2 separate regions of the Mus musculus genome follow, and region 1 is linked to region 2. A link is a contact called in public promoter capture Hi-C data. All regions are on one chromosome and are shown on one strand. The core of a region is the stretch at or near the end of the contact, and the rest is flanking DNA. Distances in the headings are between cores, read along the strand shown.

Evidence for each region. Promoter capture Hi-C pulls out the DNA fragments that hold promoters and counts their contacts.
Region 1: a promoter capture Hi-C map of pre-B cells shows a contact between it and region 2. The contact joins the promoter of Rnf146 here to the promoter of Rwdd1 in region 2. A contact is called at or near these places in 1 of 39 promoter capture datasets (pre-B cells) and 1 of 484 Hi-C or Micro-C datasets (CD4 T cells).

Annotation. Positions count from the first base shown.
Region 1 is chr10:29,361,159-29,363,858 of GRCm38.p6, reverse strand. Rnf146 (ring finger protein 146) reads left to right here and starts at 1,417. Exons shown (of 4, transcript NM_001110197.1): 1 at 1,417-1,895; 2 at 2,514-2,574. It overlaps Gm30698 (verprolin-like), which reads right to left and starts at 2,463. Exons shown (of 2, transcript XM_030245425.1): 1 at 2,190-2,463; 2 at 1,236-2,155. The coding sequence starts at 2,463. The coding sequence ends at 1,350.
Region 2 is chr10:34,018,281-34,020,980 of GRCm38.p6, reverse strand. Rwdd1 (RWD domain containing 1) reads left to right here and starts at 1,365. Exons shown (of 7, transcript NM_025614.3): 1 at 1,365-1,615. The coding sequence starts at 1,543.

The sequences.
Region 1 (2,700 bases), core at 168-2,667, 4.7 Mb after region 2:
GGACTTTCTTTATGGAAAATTTCCTAACCCAGAAATAAATCTTCATAGAATCTCTACCTGAATTCAAACCCCAGTTGTGTGTTAGATCTGTAAAATGGGAATAGCAAAGGATGACATTGGATTATTGTAGGGAGTAGATGAGCCCTCTCAGAATATTGTATTGGTATTACTGCTATTGTTTCTTCAAACTTGAATCTTGAAGAACAGGTCAAAATTTTGCTATTACTTTGCTACTATTATATACATATATTGTATACCACTGGAATTAAAAATAAAATGACATGATAGGGAACTAAGCTAAGATGGCATGTTTCTCAATATCTGTACATTAATTAAAGTTATAAAAATAGTATTACTTAGAAGAAAATGTATTGAAATAGCTGATACCAAGAGACATTTACACACAGTGTACCTGTTTCCCTAAAGAAGCCACAATTGTGTGGAAGATCCTGTGGACTGAATGGCTGGCTAAACTTTCTAACAGTGGTCCAGGAGAATGCTGCATACAAGAACATATATTTGTGTCCCTCCTCCCCCATAGCCCATAGTTGCCACAGTAACCATTTGCTACAAATTCCTGTATCTTCTGGCCTAACATCTTTGTTACTGTTTGGTATGCACTGTTGAAACCTAGCTAGCCAGTAGCTTCCATCAACATTTTTAATCCCCCCAACCCCTTCCCTCAATGGTACTAGGGATTGAACCCAGATCCTCAAGTAAGGTGAATCAGCCTCCTACCGCTAGATCCCTTTGAAATTAAGAATATTTTAACATCTGAAGCCTATGAAATAGACCCACATGCTTGCTCACATCGACTCACCTATTCAATGTCTTATCCCTTTCAACGTACATTGATGTACAACCTTTTCTCTTCAGGCTATAAAAGTTCATATAATATTTCCTATAACAACTGAATGAATAACCCGAACCCATGCTCTGGATTTACAGCTATTAATGTTAAGCAGATGAGCTCTTCCTTTGGATCAGTGGCCTTGAAACCCTATAAATAGGTGCACAGTACATTTTTCAGTCCTGAATTCAAACAGTGGATGTAACCTCAAAATGCAACATTGTTGCAAGCACAATGCAAACAGTTACAGAATGCGGAAATACTTTCAAAGGTGAAAAGGTTCTCTGGTCCATTTTGTGCAACTTCAAGTAGAGAAAACTGTTCTGAAAAAGATCATGTGCCGGTTAAAATGAACAAGGACTAGATTTTGATGTGTAACACCATATGCTTGCCATAAAACTAACCCATGAAATTTATTCTAGATTCGCGGGACGATTTCTTCTTCTAGCTTCCTATGCTGTTAGGGTTTAAAAGACACCCCAGCACACCCCCTCTCCCATTACATATCTGGCCATTTGTGAGGTGAATAAATTGGAGCATCTCGGGGACCATCCAGTCCACGCCGTGACTTTTCTTGTGCCTTTTTTGTATAAGGAACAAGCGGTAGTCTCTCCAAGGGCACGGCCAAAGGAAACATAGGACTTGACCCAAGGCTGAGTTTTGGAAAGGCTCTTCTTCCTGGTACTGAAGGTCTAGCTTCCTCCCACAAGCCACCTAGATGGACCTCCACCAGTTCAGAACCAGGAGGCCACAAGATGCGCCACGCAGAGGGTGAGGGAGGACCGGAACAGGGACAAGGAGCAGCCCGGTCGCAGCAAGGGACAGAGAAGAGCAGCAGCCAGCGTGGGGACCGCCAGCCAGGGCCGCCGCGCGCGGGATCACGGTGAGGGGGCGTGGCTTCCGCCGGCGCGGCCCCGCCCCTTGAGCGCCGGGCGGTCACGTGACGGCCGCGCGCGTCCCCGTCCGCTGCGGGCTCCGAAGCGGAGGAGAAAAGACTGCGAGGTGGCTGCGGCGGCGGCCGAGAGGTGGGCTCCGGGCCGGACCGGTGAGGAGCGCGGGGGGCCGTGGGCTGCGGGCCTCGGCGGGGCACTGCGGCTTCGTTGGCTGCGAGGCGGCGCTCGGAGTCCGCGGCGGGCGGCGGCGGGTCGGGGGCCGGTAGGACGGGGACGCCCTTGGCCAGCGCGGCCCGGACGGGCGCGCGGAGGGAGGCCGAGCTGGCGCAGCCCGGACTGTGACGGGCGCGGCCCCGGCCATTACTGCGCAGGCAGGCCAGGCTGCGGGCAGCTCCAGCGGGCTCGACCGGGCCTCAGTCGGCCACGGGCTGCATGCTATCTTCCGCCTGCCCTGCCGCCGCCGCCGCCGCCGCGGCTGTGCCTCTGGGTCTTGCCCAGTGCCCGGAGTCGTCCCCTCCTCCTCGCGCTGGCGGAAGCCGCCGAGCGTTCTTGTTTTGATGGCTCCCCAAACCCGAAACCAGCCTGAGGTGTCGGGATACCAGTTGGGCCTCCCAAGCCGGGTGCATCTTGAGAGCTCCGGCAGTCGCTTTGTTCTGCTTGCTGGATGTGGAGTTTTCTCCTTAACCCTCCACCCCATCTGAGAGCGCACGGGATCCCCATTGTTGTCACTGTCTTATTTTCTGGACTTTTTTTTTTTTTTTTTTTTAAAGAGAAAGGGCTATGTGACATTGTTTTTGAGGATGTGGAAATGGAACCGTCCTCTATAATTAGGTAAGATGTTTCCCCACTGTAAGTTAGCACACGCATTCTGACAACTACATTTTATCTGTGTATGTGTGTGTGTGTGTGTGTGTGTTCTTTTGCAAACTAGATGTGCACCTGGAGCTTGGGCATTGA
Region 2 (2,700 bases), core at 116-2,615:
TCCAACCTGCCAAGTGATCTGTCTCCTTCAGAACTTTAAAGCAGCTGTTCCTAGAAGTCTATTCTGGTAACTAATCATCGGAATTCCTTTGAATAAACAAATATGCAGCTTATATCTGAAATGCTACCTCATCTCAGAAGTTTCCTTTTCTCCCCTTTAAAGTTTAAAAGAAGGCAAAAAGCAACCCTTAATCTATTTAAAACAAGAAACCATAATACTTTTGACATAATGCATTTCCTTTACTGTAAGTAAGGAATACTTGCTAATTAAACACAAAACAAAAAACTCTTTCTGTGTAACTGGAGCACTGTGGCTCACACCTACAATCTCAGCACCACTGAGGCCAGGGTAGGGGTAACACGAGTTCTGGCAATCCTGGCTAGTAAGCAAGATACAAGCAAGCAACAGCAACAATCACCACAAAGCCAAAGCCAAAAAAGCCCATCTATGGAACCTGCATAATACAAGTAAAGCCAGCTTTAATACACAAGGAAGGTAGAGAAATTTGGGGAAACATTTTTAGTATGTTTGGGGTATTCTTCCCGAGGTACATTTCCCCACATTTTGTTTAGGCTAGTACGTGTTCCTTTATTATAAACAAATATAAACCAAGTAACTATTTAGTGTTCATTAAAAAAGAAGACATATTTATCTGTTTTCTTAGTTTTGCCGTTACGGCATTTGACATTTTGGTTGTAGTGATAGACTTGAAGCTGTCAAATCTATCAGCAGAAGTAGAGCTAAATCAAAGGTATTATTTTCCGGTATCTTATTGTAGTTTTGGCAAAGTCAAATCTGTCACTAAGATCCGCCCCTTTATCTGTTCGCTGAAATAACAACTGAACAAGTCTTTAGGTCAATTTTTCCGCCTCACTTATTTCACAACTTTAAAGTGAGGTGCAAGAACCTCTGGTTCGACTTTCAGCCTTCCTCCCGGGTTCCTCCTGGGACAGACCTCTGGACGAACCCCGACCCCAAGTCCCAGCTCGGCTTCCAGGAGTCTGCACAGATCAGGCCATTGAAAGTTCCAAGAAGCCGGGCTGGCTGTCGCCCACAGGCTGCTCTGGGCGACAAACGTGGTTTAGGAACGCGGAAAAGCGGAAGCCCTTGGACCTCCGCGCCCCGCCCTCGGCGCCACTACCACGCCCTGCGCGAGACTCAGACCAGACACATCGAGCGCAGAATGGCGATGCCTCTCTGCCAGGCGTCTCCATCAGAAGCCAGCAAAGCCCAGCAGCGGGCAGTAGCTGTCCTTCCCGAACGCCGGGCGGGCTGCGGTCACCCCCCAGCCAATCCCGAGCCGTCGCAGACAGGCAGCGAATCGGCGGCCGGCATTCCAGGCGCGATGAGTCGAACTCCGACGCGGGGATCGGGCGGCCCGCGGAGCCGGGGCTGTTTCTCAGCAATCCGTGCCAGGCGTGGCTCCAGGCCTTTCCACTCCGACTCTGCGCGTGCGCCCGCCCGGCAGCCGGCGGCCGCGGTGTCCGCTGCAGCCCGCCGCCAGGGAGTCGCGCCGATGCACGGGCAACAACGCGGGCCACGATGACAGATTACGGCGAGGAACAACGCAACGAGTTGGAGGCTCTGGAGTCCATCTACCCCGACTCCTTCACAGGTGACTTTGGCGGCCTCCTGCTCCGGGGCGGAGGCCGGGGCCCCGCGGCCCTTCCTGCCGCTCTCCAGACAGTTTCCAGCACTCGCCTGCTTCCTTCCCCACTGTCCTGAAATCCGAAGGTCCGGGTGGCTCTGCGGAGGCCCTGGAATTGGTCCTGACCGCTTTGGTTTCGCGTAACCTCCGTCATCCGAGATTCACTGAAGCACGCGGGGGGTGGGGGGAACTAGCAGTGCGATGAGTTTCTCCAGAGCCGCTTAATGTCCCCCCTTTACCTCCTATTTTAAGCTCTGGTGAAGTAGCAGCTGTTTTCCCTGCTGAGAAGATTGGGATGCTGGCTTTTGAGAGCAGCACACTCGGGGATGTCTTATTCTCTCTATAAGAGTGATCAGGCATTCTGCAGAATGCCTGATGAACGATGTGGTCGCTGTGGTTCTTAGGTATCTTAGACGTCGTCGAGGTTCTGGAGGCCCAGGGAAGGCAAGTGGCTTGTGCTCTCCCTCCTCCAGCCAGAGGTCCTTAGTTCTTACATCCTGAAGACTTCGGTTAAGGATTCAGCCTCAGCTTAGATGTAGGAAGAGCTGATTGGGTCTAAGGGAAAGCATCCGTCAGGAAATTCATTAGTAGAATCTTTCCTTGTGAGTCTGTTTCCATGGAAAACCTATCTATGGGTCTTCTCAAATTAGGGAAGCACTCAAGGTAAAGTCAGTATGAACGTAGGCTGGGGATTGATGGGATTTACATTCCACAACCCTTCCTCCAAGTGTTGTCAAGTATTACTTAGTGTCTGAATTAAGAACCCAAGGCATATTACTTTAAATCCTAAACCATCCCTTTCATTGCTTAGCTTAGTTTTCTTTCTTGGCTTCACTTTTTGACCAACTTTTTGCAATGGAAGCAAATTTTGTTCTGCTTTGCCAACAGGCAGATGTCTCTCAGCTACTCCTGTGTAGCTCCAGTCGAGTTCATGTTCTCTCGCACCAGCAATACAGCTGTGTTGCGGATGTTAAGGGATGAGTGAAGAGGGGGTTGAGAGTGTCATTACCTGGGTGAGTGTATGTGTGGAGTCTGGCTTCCTTCTCTATCCT